Regions from separate parts of the Mus musculus genome. Here region 2 is linked to region 1. Evidence: chromatin contacts called from public Hi-C data. All regions are on one chromosome and are shown on one strand. The core of a region is the stretch at or near the end of the contact, and the rest is flanking DNA. Distances in the headings are between cores, read along the strand shown. Region 1 overlaps Slc38a11 (solute carrier family 38, member 11). Region 2 has its middle 80 kb from the start of Galnt3.

What was found. A called contact is a pair of places that touch in the nucleus more often than the background predicts.
Region 2: a contact with region 1 is called in a Hi-C map of the N1E-115 cell line, with 5 times the contacts expected there. The contact joins two enhancer-like sites. A contact is called at or near these places in 1 of 484 Hi-C or Micro-C datasets (the N1E-115 cell line), 1 of 115 datasets of contacts at active chromatin or transcription factors (embryonic stem cells) and 1 of 9 other capture datasets (embryonic stem cells).

The regions. Positions count from the first base shown.
Region 1 is chr2:65,339,721-65,346,320 of GRCm38.p6, reverse strand. The region is part of intron 7 of Slc38a11 (solute carrier family 38, member 11); the gene reads left to right. Among named protein-coding and RNA genes, the nearest start is that of Slc38a11, 21 kb to the left of the region's middle. Within about 2 kb of position 4,015, at least 115 of the 459 cell types and tissues checked have an H3K27ac peak or open chromatin away from gene starts, as enhancers often do. A contact at or near this core is called in the N1E-115 cell line, where this site is marked.
Region 2 is chr2:66,041,965-66,048,562 of GRCm38.p6, reverse strand. No RefSeq gene overlaps it. Among named protein-coding and RNA genes, the nearest start is that of Galnt3, 80 kb to the left of the region's middle. Within about 2 kb of position 4,337, at least 28 of the 459 cell types and tissues checked have an H3K27ac peak or open chromatin away from gene starts, as enhancers often do. A contact at or near this core is called in the N1E-115 cell line, where this site is marked.

The DNA.
Region 1 (6,600 bases), core at 2,766-5,265:
TGACAATCACCAAACTGTAATCTGACTGCAGTAAAAGACAATTTATTAACTCAACCATAAAGGTTCAAGGTTGGGTGCTGGGTAGGGTAATATCGGTCTGTTGTATCCAGGAGCTCAGTTAATGAAGTCAGAGGTGGCCCTTCTCTATCTCCATGTCCTTTGCTTACTAGTGTTTGAAATGCCTGCTTACTGTCTTAAGATAACAGCAGGTCGTCTCAACTTATACTTGCTCACGTCTACGTCCTCAAAAAGAGAAAATTTCCCTCTCGGGTGCTTCCAGTGCACTAGAAGGACTATCCCCAATTGGCTCTGTTGAGGATCAATAAGGATTCCTACCCCAGGATCTGTGCTGAGTTGCTTGTGATCTGGTGCTAGGTACCCACCCTTGGAGCGAAAAATAGGCTCACATCGATCGAGTGTGCACCCAGACTGAATAGGAAAATGAGTGTGCCCAGAAGACATCAAAGCAGTAATGGTTAGAAATGTGGATGGGCCAGTGTACCCTGCAAATTACAGGACCCATTTAGATTACAGGGGTTGTGTTACATGGTATGGGAAGAACACACAACAGAATTGAAGATGTGAATGATAAATATCCTCATGAAAAAAATACTCCTATTGAAACCTGGAGAAATGGTTTAATGAAATTTTTAAAAAGAAAAGAAAAATCCCACATGTTTCTAACAAAGTATTTCATGTCATGTATGTACTTATAAACCATATGGTATAACTGTTAAAAGTTATTTCAGTAGAATACAATGAATCTAGACAAAGCTCTCTTTCTTCTTCTGTCTTCCCATCCTCCTTATTTGATAAAGAGTATCAAATGAGGTAAAGTGGTGGGCGAATCTGGCCTAAGGTGAAAAAAGAGCTAAAATATTTTATTTTGTTTTAAATGTAGGAACTATTGAGCAAATTATAGGTGAATCAAAAAATCAAAAGATGAATCTAAAGATTGACTCATGTTGGCAGGAGCGGGTGAGACAAAGTCTCACTATGTAGCTCTGGCTGTCCTGGAACTCAGTATGGAGACCAGGCTGCCCTCAAACTCACAGAATCCGTCTAACTCTAGCTCCCAAATGCTGGGATTAAAGTTGTGTGTCACCATATCCGGCTTCTAGGAACTCTTGACAGCATTTGGTGCATTGTTTGCATGATCCTTAGGTAGAAGCTGGGATATCCATTCTTGAAAGTGTGACCTAAGGACACAGAGAGGAACAGTTGGTTTTGTTCTGAAGGTCAAGTAGGCAATGTGAGTTTCACACCAGGAGCTTCGGATGCTGTCCTGGAATGGTGATCGGGAACAGATTCAGAACTTGAGATTTTAGCTTTGTAAATTTGGAGCTTTTACCAAAAGGAATTGAGAAGAGTTCTCTACTTAGAAATAAAATGATCATTTTTCTTGTTGAATTTTCTCTTTTCACCTCTTAAGCATCTTCTTGTAGGGTACTTGATGTCTTTCATCTTGCTACAAGTACCCAGAGAACAGAGGTCACACTTGCTCTTTCATACTGCATGCTTAGCTCTCCAGAATGTTCAGCCCAGACTTCAGTGCTCAGCAAAGAAATGCCAGATCACCAGTTGGACGGCTATCATATGCCTTTTTGCTTTAATCAGTTCATCCCCAGGTTTGGCCGAAGTTTACTTTCAAACCCAGATCATAATGACCACTAACCCCCACTTTTCTATCACTAGCTTCCCCCACTACATAGATACTGTGTTTAAGGCATAACTAGAGTTTTGTTGATTCTGGGTAAAAGTCTGCTTGGAGTATACAAAGAAATCTTTTGCTAAACCATAGATGGCTTGGAAGAGACCAAGATGAAGGGAAGAATTTGCTGCAGTGTAAAATTCTTGTCTTCTTGTCGAGCTGACAGAGAGCGGCAGTTCTGAAACAGAAGTGTGGACAGATAAAGCTCCTGTTTTAATTGGGCTATTTTTACAGCCCGAGGTAAGGGCAAAGGGAGAACAGAAGCCTGGAAGAAGGCTGACTATACCAAGAGTCCAGGCACAGGATAACTGGTACAGTATATGTACATGGATAGTAGACATGAAGAAGGAGGAACCTTTAAGCTGATAAAGTTAATTAGACTTAGTGACTATGGGAAGGGGCTAAGGGAGCAAGAGCTGCATAGAGTGATGATTGATACCAAGGTTTTTAGCTTAAACAACTAGATTTATAGGTGGTCCAGAACTCACCACCAAAGGCTGAAACAGATGAGTCTAGTGTCAATCAATGCCTATTGAGTCAGTTGTTCTAGGTTATGGGGCTACAAAGGTAGATATAACCCAGTCGCCCTCTGTGGAACTATTAAAGTTTATTGAGGGTAGAGTTGGGCATATAACCATCAGAGATCCAAAGAACACTTATAATTCTAGCAAATATTTATCATATTAAAAAATTACGAGTCTGGGGAGAGATACTTCAGTCATTATGTGCCTGTAGCGAAAGCATGGGGACCTGAATTCAAATCTCCAGAGTCCCTTTTGTAAAGCTAAATTATTGGTGTATGCTTGTGATCCCAGCACTAGGAAAATGGAGACAGGAAGATTTCTGGGCTCGCTGGCCAACCAGTCTCAACCAATCCAGGTTCACTGAAAAAAAATCCACCCCCTCCCCCCCAAAAGATAGTAACATCATAGCAGGCAGCCGTTGAAGAGATCTCTTAAAAACTGTGATAGGCTGGGCAGTGGTGGCGCATGCCTTTAATCCCAGCACTTGGGAGGCGAGGCAGGCAGATTTCTGAGTTCAAGGCCAGCCTGGTCTACAGAGTGAGTTCCAGGACAGCCAGGGCTACACAGAGAAACCTTGTCTCGAAAAAAACCAAAAACAAACAAACAAACAAACAAACAAAAAACAAAAAAAAACCCAACAACAACAAAAAAACCCAACAAAAACAAAAATAAAAAACCTGTGAAAGGATGATGAAATATTGTTCTCCACAACAGCTGCCTTCCAGCAGGTCTGCAAAAGGAGAAAGGCTTAGCTCTATTGAAGGGGCAGGCCACTGAGAGTCTGAGCAAGCCCCAGTAAGTATAACGTTAACACTCATTAGACTTTTCTCTTTTTGCTGGGGTGAGGTCACAAGGGAGTGGGTGGGCAGGGAAGGAAGTGAATGTGGTAGGGGTGTATGATGTGAAATCCTCAAAGAATAAATAGAAATATTATGTTGGGGGAAGAAGGGTATGGTAGAAAAGTGACCGAGGAAGACACTGGTGTTGTCCTCTGACCTTTACACACTCATGTTCTTACACACACCCATAATGGTGTTCTTCAAATGAATACACAAAACACACAGCAACAGCAATAATGATGCTATTGATGGTTTCTGAGGTAAGATCCTACTCTACTCCCTCCCACCTGCTTGTTTGTGTGAAATCAACCCAGCAAGAGCACTTAGTGAAGAGTCGGCAAGGGAATCAAAGATTAGATGATAATTAGAATCAAAGGAAGTTGATATCTCAAGTGATGAAACATGTCCATGATTACATGACTTGTTTCACGTGGGTCATTTTTTTTCTTTGTGTGTGATTTTTAAAAAAAGATTTACTTATTATTATATGTACGTATACTGTAGCTGTCTTCAGACACGCCTGAAGAGGGCGTCAGATCTCATTACGGATGTTTGTGAGCCACCACGTGGTTGCTGGGATTTGAACTCAGGACCTTTGGAAGAGCAGTCAGTGCTCTTACCCACTGAGCCATCTCTCCAGCCCGTGGGTCATTTTTTTGTAAGAACAAAAGTAAATTCTGTCACCACCACCACCACCCCCCAAAAATCAACATTAAGTTTTCTGAAAATTTAAATCAAAGTTTAAAAATTGTATTTAAAGTCAGTGAATCCATTTTGACATTGAGAGTAATCACAAGGGAGGATTTTTTTTTTTTCCTGCCAGCTCATGTCAAACACAGATCTGTATCAAGGAGTCTGACACAAATGCGCTGGGAGGGAGCGGTGGCTGAGGAGCCAGCTGGTGCCGAGCCTGGGGAAGTGGTCAGCTCTGCCTGTCACTTAGAGCTTGTGCTATGACAGAAAACAGGAAACGCTGAGCTGTGCCTAGGGGTAGCCAGAGCATTTAACTCTAAGCTGTGTCTGATTGAAGCAGTTAATTTAGAGCAGGTTCTGCCTACACGGATCACTCGGAAGCATCCTGTGCTCTGCGGAAGAGTTTGAGTGTGCGCTACCAGAAGGTACGAGGTGTTCTGAGCCTCCTGGCCCAGAGGTGCAGTGTCCTAAGGTCCAGCAGGAATACCTCGAAGCTTGGTTGTTGTTTTGGTGTTATTTATTAGAAACAGGGGCTCAATATATAGTCTAGGCTAGCCTGAAATTTGCTTTGTAGACCAGGCTAGCCCAAGCTTACAGACATCCACTTGCCTCTGCCTCCTGAGAGCTGAGATTTCAGGTGAGACACCATGCCCAGCCTGAAGCTTGTTTTTAATCACTTCATAAAGACAGGGTTGTTTGGTAGGACAACATTTCTGATCCCTCGGCCATTATGAAGATAACAAATTTAAGTTTCTAATCAATACAAGATGCAGGACTCCAAGGATCCAAACCATCACCCACATCTGGCAGCTCACCACCAGCTGCAACTCCAGCAACGGAGGAGCTTATGTCTTCTTCTGGCCTCTTCAGGCATGCCCATATATGACATATGCTCTCACAGACATACATATAAGTAAAAATGATTAAAAATAAGTTTTTTCTTTAAAAGCATAGAGGACTATGTATATAGCTTTGTAGTTAGCATACAGGAAAACCTGATTTTGACCCCCAGCATCCCCCCCCCACCAAAAAGGCTAAACAAAAATTATATAATTAACATCTGTTAAGGTTTTTTTTTATGTAAAGGAAGCAATCATTTCTTTTTGAAGCACTGGTCATTCTACGGCTGCAAACTACTCTATACCAAGCCCAAGGTCACTTCAGACCTTGTAATTCATAGACACTAAAGTTTTCAAAATGAAGTCCCTTGCCTTCTCTTACTCTTCCTTCCTACCCCCTTCTCCCTTTTCCCTGCTTCATTCCTTCTTTCACTTTCCTGTTTGCTGGTTTGCCCTGTTTGACTTTTAGGCTTAATCCCTTTTGTTAACCTTCTTCCAAATGCTCACACAAGAAAGATACTGGGTCACCCTGACTGGCTTCCTGTTCTGCTAAGCCTTCTAGAGAGATCAGCCTCTCAGTTTGTTCCTGTACCACCCACCACCACCCTAGGATCCCACCCCCATCCCCCACGCTCCGCCTCTTCCAGGTTCCAGACACTCTCTCTCCAGGATCCCAAAGCACCCTGTTTTTCTTTGTTTTCCCCTTTTATTGGCACACCCAGGGTAGCTCACTAGTGTCTGAGCCCCGCCCACTCCCAGCTGGCATGACCTAAGCCACTCTTTCTCATGTTGTGTGTCTTCCTCATGATTCTCCACAGTTATGACTTAAACATCCAATTTCTTTTCACAAAATATTTTCTCCTCAGATGTCTCTTCTTTTAGTAAAAGATTCTGGGATCTCAGGACAGAGGGGGAAATCCATGTGTCCTATCCTTGTTTAGTTATATAATCAACAAACTGTACGTGTGTGTGTGTGTGTGTGTGTGTGTGTGTGTGTGTGTGTGTGTGTGTGTGCTGGTACCTGCGGAGGCCAGAGAGATCCAATATGGATAGTGGGAAGAGAACTGGAATCCTTTGGAAGAACAGGAAGTGCTTTCAACTGCCAAATCATCTCTCTAGGCCCAGGTTAAAAGTTTTAGTATTGGTTTACATGGAGGTGTAAGTGCAAATTTTATTATTTCAAAGACATTTTATGCTTTAGAAAAGTTATTTCTCTTTATGTGGAGTTTATACTCTGCTGTGATCTAATGGAAAGGGATGGTATATTAGTCAGGGTTCTCTAGAATATAGAATATATTCTGTATATATTCTACAGAATGACATTTTCTACAGAATGACTTACAGGCTGTGGTCCACTTAATTGAACAATGGCTGCCTATAAATAGAAGTTTCAAGAATCCAATAGTTACTCCCTCCATGAGGATAAATATCTCAGTTGGCATTCTATATATGTTGGAATCCCCAAGAAGTAGGCTCTAATGACAATTATGAGGAATGGACATGCTATTGATATGAAAGCAAGCAGGTAAAAAGTAAAATCCCTAAATAGAAGGAGTGGACTAGATTTCAACTAGGTCTTCCATCTTCAAAAGATCTAGATTAAAGGTGTGTCTTCCCACCACAAATATCCAGATTAGAATGGCCTAGTCGGCCATCACTGGAAAGAGAGGCTCATTGAACACTCAAACTTTATATGCCCCAGTACAGGGGAACGCCAGGGCCAAAAAGTGGGAGTGGGTGGGTAGGGGAGTGGCGGGGGGGGGGAAGGGTATGGGGGACTTTTGGGGAAGCATTGGAATGTAATTGAGGAAAATATGTAATAAAAAATATTTAATAATAAAAAAAAGAAGTAGATCTTCCCACTTCAAGTTAAAAAAAAATCCTCACACATGTGCTCCATTTGGAGGTCTTAGTTAATTCCTGACATAATCAGGTTGACAACCAAGAATAGCCATCACAGGTAGATAAGTAATTCTTTCTCAAAAATTATCCAA
Region 2 (6,598 bases), core at 3,088-5,587, 700 kb before region 1:
AGATAAGTTGCCAAAATGGAATTCTACTTTTTCTCCCCCTGGGGCTTTTTTTTTTTTTTTTTTTTTTTTTTGTCCCTGGGTGAAGTTGGGTAATTACTTCACTGTGTGTTTTAGGCTGCTTTTCCATAAGAGAGGAGTGGAACTTGGTTTCTAAGAAGGTGTTTCATTTGGGGGTAAATCTGTTTCAAAGATCACAGAATTCATGTCAGATTGCTGCCCTAACAGAGCATCACCAACTCTGTGATTTAAAACCATGCATGCTGTTGCTGTAGAGACCTACAGGGCAGAAGCCTGACGGGAAGCTGTTAGCAAGAGTTATCTGTCCTCTGGAGGCAGTCTAATGGAAACATTGATATTGATAATGAAACAATGTATTCCATATCCCAAAACACCACAGGTGACAACCTAGATTATTGTATCCAGCAAAACTATCAGCCACAATTGAGAGAGAAAGAAAAAAAAATCTACAAACAGGTTAAATGAATTCATGTCCACCCAACCAACAAATAAAAAGCCTGGTCATGATACTCCAGGAAGATAATAAAGCTACATTTAATGGTATTATCAGGTAAGCATGGGTCTCTTTAAAATCATATCAAATAAAATCATATCAAAGTTCAGCAGTAATATGGGATTCTGAGAATTTGGTCTGCAGTGATTTATGTGTGCACGTGGTGGTGGCTCCACATCAAATCTGGATCAAAAGGAAAAAGGAAAAAGGAAATCTGATTTAGGTGTGAAAGTTTAGCTGGTGTGCTCTTAGTCTGCGAACTGCCTCAGTTACGCAGCTCATTAGCTTCTAGAAGAAATGCGCCCGTCGTCCTAAGCCTCACTTTACTCTCACACTGCCTGTCCAAGGCAAGCCTCTTAAAAGGCGTTGCATCCCAAACACGGACAGTGTCTGATACAACACCCATGACCGTGGGAAGGAAGCAGAGCGAGACTGCCCGAACCTTCTCCCTCCTGTCAGTCACCTTCTTCCCACCGCCTTCCCTCTTGCTCTTCATATGGCTGGGTCTTCTGAAACATTCCTCTGCATCATGGACTGTCATCTTGGGGCAGAATCCTGTTTCCATGGTGAGATGGCCTCCTTGCCTCAACGCAGCAGCTTCTCCAGGGTGACTGATCAGTGTAAAGTAGATCAACCAACATGGAAGGCCTTTATCCTGGAAGTGGATTCCTGGACTTCCACTAGGTGGCTTGATGAGGACAGCCAATCACCTATTCACTCTCCAATGCCTCGTCTCACCTCAACCTGCTCAGTGAGATCATACAAATGGGTCCCTTAGCCTCACTCCCAGAGATTCTGATTTAACCCTGATTTAATTTAATTTAATTCTGATTTCTGTGAGAAATTCCCTGGCATCTATAATTTTATGAATGTCCAAGGTTATTCTAATTCAAACCCAAGATACAAGTCCACTGGCTGGACTGAGAGCATCTTATGGGAGTACAGGTTTGGGCATGGCTAATAGTTATAGTTGTTAGCACCCTTTTATATGGAGTATACTGACAAATTTCCAACCTGTTTAAATGTGTGGCACTCATTTAAAATCTAATTAAAAGTTGCAAGAGAAACTAGCGCCACTGGAGTGGAATTCCTAAGCACCTAGCCCTGGAGACACTCTTTGAATGGAGGTGGTTCTTTCAACTATTAGCTGGAAAACCTTAAGTGCTTGAACTTGTCTAACCTTCAGCTTAATTGTGAGTTGCACAGAACAACCCTCAGTTTATGGGTTGTGAAAAATCACCTATGAGATGTATGTAAGGCATTAGCATATTGTAAGCACACTAAGTCTTGTGCCCCTTTTAATACAGAAGAGGAATTTTAGGGAAAGTCCCAAAATGAGCACCAGCAACAATAACAGAAACAAAAATCAGAATACCTCATTAAGCATCCTTGGTAATATAACAGTTTATCTATCTATCATCTATCTATCTATCATCTATCTATCTATCATCTATCTACCTATCATCTATCTATCTATCATCTATCTATCATCTATCTACCTATCATCTATCTACCTATCTATCATCTATCTATCTATCTATCTATCTATCTATCTATCTATCTATCTATCATCTATCTATCATCTATCTATGTATCTATCTATCTATCTATCTATCTATCTATCATCTATCTATCTATCATCTATCTATCTATCTATCTATCTATCTATCTATCTATCTATCTATCATCTATCTATCTATCTATCTATCATCTATCTATCTATCTATCTATCATCTATCTATCTATCTATCTATCTATCTATCATCTATCTATCTATCTATCTATCATCTATCTATCTATCTATCTATCTATCTATCTATCATCTATCTATCTATCATCTATCATCTATCTATCTATCTATCTATCTATCTATCTATCTATCTATCTACCTATCATCTATCTATCTATCTATCTATCTATCTATCTATCTATCTATCTATCATCTATCATCTATCTATCTATCTATCTATCATCTATCTATCTATCTATCTATCTATCTATCTATCTATCTATCATCTATCTATCTATCTATCATCTATCATCTATCTATCTATCTATCTATCTATCTACCTATCTATCTATCTATCTATCTATCTATCTATCTATCATCTATCTATCTATCTATCTATCTATCATCTATCATCTATCTATCTATCTATCATCTATCTATCTATCTATCTATCTATCTATCTATCTATCTACCTATCATCTATCTATCTATCATCTATCTATCTATCTATCTATCTATCTATCTATCTATCATCTATCATCTATCTATCTATCTATCTATCTATCTATCTATCTATCATCTATCATCTATCTATCTATCTATCTATCTATCTATCTATCTATCATCTATCATCTATCTATCTATCTATCTATCTACCTATCATCTATCTATCTATCTATCTATCTATCATCTATCTATCTATCTATCTATCTATCTATCTATCTACCTATCATCTATCTATCTATCTATCTATCATCTATCTATCTATCTATCATCTATCTATTTATCATCTATCTATCATCTATCTATCTATCTATCTATCTATCTATCTATCTATCTATCTACCTATCATCTATCTATCTATCTATCATCTATCATCTATCTATCTATCTATCTATCTATCTATCTATCTATCTATCATCTATCATTTATCTATCTATCTATCTATCTATCTATCATCTATCTATCTATCTATCTATCTATCTACCTATCATCTATCTATCTATCTATCTATCTATCTATCTATCTATCTACACATGCTAGGCAAATGTTATATTAGGGAGGATGCCCAATGAGGTAAGTACCCATGCATAATGATGGATATAGATAAAAATACGGACATAAACATAGATGATATACATGTAAATGTAGATATTCAGAATAATATAGATAGATATAGATAGATAGAAATAGATATATAGGTAGACGTAGATATAAATATATCTGGGGCCAGAACTGTTGTCTTCTAGCTAGTATCTGTCTCCCCTTCAAATTCACAATGATGTAGGTAATAAGTGATTTAGAGACAACAGCATTTTCCCCACTTAGGTCTCGCTTCTAAAGTACGACATGTACTACGCAGGTCATCACCCTCCCTTACTGCTTTTTAGCTATGCGATTAGGACTTGGGAGTTAAACTTACAAGAACCAGTCAGAGAATGCTATGGTACACCTCATTTGGCAATGACCTCCGTCTGCTTTAGAGACAGTAATATGTACACAATTTTAAGTGAGACACTAGTATTTCCTCTATGGCTAGGTAGTCGAGTTTAAGTATAATCCTGAAACTATGCTTTCTACACAATGTTCCGGGTCATATGCAGTTACTTACATGTAAAATAAGGTAAAATCAGTTAGGAGGTATGCTACTTGGTTGTATTGGACACATGCCAAGTGAGACATTTCAAGTCGCTACCGGCAAGTGTGTTGAACATCATATGGGCACAGAACACATAACTTACACAACCTCAGAAGATCGTGTAAGTTAGGCAGTACACCACTATAGGACCTGTTTGCTTTTCCATTATACCTAAAAATCATGAGTTGAGGTTTCTCTAGTAACCGCATTAGTTGTACGCCTTGAAAATTGGGAACAGGATGGCATTGTATGGAAAAATCAGCAGAGAGGAAGCACACAAGAAGAAACTCGAAAATGGAGTTGTTTTGTCTGAACTGACGGCGGGCAATTGGTAGTTCAAGCAAGAGCAAATTTCCCCTTAGGTAGAAAGCAAAGAACAGCCCAGCTAAAGGGTCTGTGCTGCTTATGTCTGGAAGGCTGGGAATGGCGCATTGTCTGATACACAGCTCTGGCAGCCAAGGCGTCCACTGGGCTCCCAGTAGGTTCCTGCTGGCAGTTGTCACCATGACAACACTCAAGACGAGGCCAGAGACCCGAAAGCAGCTGCTCCCCTGCCATTGCCCCCGTGCCCCCCGCCCATGCAGAGTGGCCCTAACAACCTAATTGGTCAATCACTGTGAAATCTCCCAAGAGCTCAATTTAAACTCAATTTATTTCAGTAAAAATGTAAGTCCTGGAAAGAAGTCCAGATATTAAACCTAACCCCAAATAAATTGTTAGGCCTCTCTCTGTTTTTTTTTTTTTTTTTTTTTTTTTTAAGAAAACATAAATTGCACCATATCCTGTCAGTGTGCTGATTCCTGTAGGAGACAGTGCTGCTCCCCGCCAGTTCTGCCTGTCTTTGCAAGCACATGGTAGGGCAGGATTACCCAGTGCCTTTGTTCCCCAGGAACGGTGAGAGCGTGAGAGCGTATCTGTAGGAAATCACTCGTGAGGGTGCCCACTTGGTAATAGGAATTAAAATCCACTTCTGTGTCAGTGTGATGGACTTTGCAATGTTTGAGTGGGAGGGACACCTGTCACTCCCAGGTAGAAACCTAAGGGAACATTGTGGATGTCCGCCTCTCTGAGTGTCCAGGGTGGCAAAAAGCTCTTTGAGTCCCACTGTCTGAGGAGGAAGAAACAGGGCAAAGCTTTGCCCGTTCGTTCAGGGCAGGCCTGAAGGCAGACCAGAGTCCATGCTGTGGGGGCTTTGGGTGTCCCTTGCTTCTCTAACACATTCTAGAATCTTGTGACTAAAAATATACTAGTAAAAAGAGTTCACAGAAAGGATATATCTGAAATGAATTATTTTTAGGGATATTGTACAAGAAGAAATCTACCAAGTGCAGAATCTACTGAGTTGGGTTTGGTTTTGTTTGTTTGTTTGTTTGTTTTAAATATCTGCGAAATTGTAGGAACTTTTTTCGTGCTGATGTTGTTTTGCACAGTAAGATAGCTTACGGTTGGTTTATGTTAAAAGAAAATGTTGTTCGGCTACTAGTAACTATCTTGGTCTCCAAAGACTTCTTGATATTAAAATATACACAAAATATTGAATATTGCCAGTACAATGACATTAAGGTTATGAAGGAAAATATTCTAGGCCTCACTTTTAGTAAATTGACACTATGTGTAAATCTGCTGAGAAAAAAAGGTGAGCTATGCTTTATGGATTATTTGATATTTTAATGACCTTCAGAGCAATGTGAAATATGAACACTCAATTTTTATAACTTTAGATACAATGGCTTGATTTTTCTCAGTTCATCTATATTTTAATAAAGTGGATTTTTCAATGGCTTGTGATTGTGACAAAATGTCAAGCATTCCTTAAGGGCTTTGTCATATTGTCATATTTATCATAATTAAAGCAATATCTCAAACAATAAAACAATAGCAACCAAAAAAAAAAAAGAAACTGATTATTTTAATGCCAACTTCCTTATTACAATCTGAGGAGCGGGTTACTTGAGAAAGATCAGTTCTATGGTTTGTATGTGTCTTCTAGTGTTTTGAAAATCTGTGTGGAATAAAATTTAAAATTTTAAAGGAGTCATTTTATAAACATGAAACTTAGCATTTAACTCTTTTAAAACACAATTCAATGAATAAAGCTGATGGGTTTTATTAAAGCCACAGCTATTATTTTCTTTCCTTTATTTCATTATTCAGAATACAATAAAATATCTTATAATGAAATCGTTATTATTATTATTATTATTATTATTATTATTATTATTATTATTTTAACGCAGAAACATCAGGGATCACCTGAGTGAAAACCTCGTATTTCCATTCAGGATGTAGACCTCTGGTGTTCTGCCTGTTGACCAGTAAGGGGCGCCATCACAAAGTGATTGCAGAGATCTGAGGTCTGCGGGGCTTTTCTGGTGTCCATCTTGTTCAGTTGCTTTTCTAGGCCACTGCTGAGCATACTGTACCCTATAGGCTCACATCACCACCACAGCAGGAAAGGCTGCCGCAGAGCTCAAGGCTGAGCTTTTAGATTTCTTCTTTCCAGTGCTCCACGCTGTTAAGCCAAAGCTTCCATTTCCTAGGACGCAGGCCAAAGGCTTGGCTGCCAGTCCCGCTGCTGTTACTAATTGCCTGCTCCTGCTCAGGTTTCTTTATGAAGTCCTCTCACTCCTTCAATATTAAATGTAAATTACACGTTTCTCTCAAGTCCGCCCACCCAGCCCTTTCAGGAACAGCCATTTGTTCCTGTGCACCTGGAGGT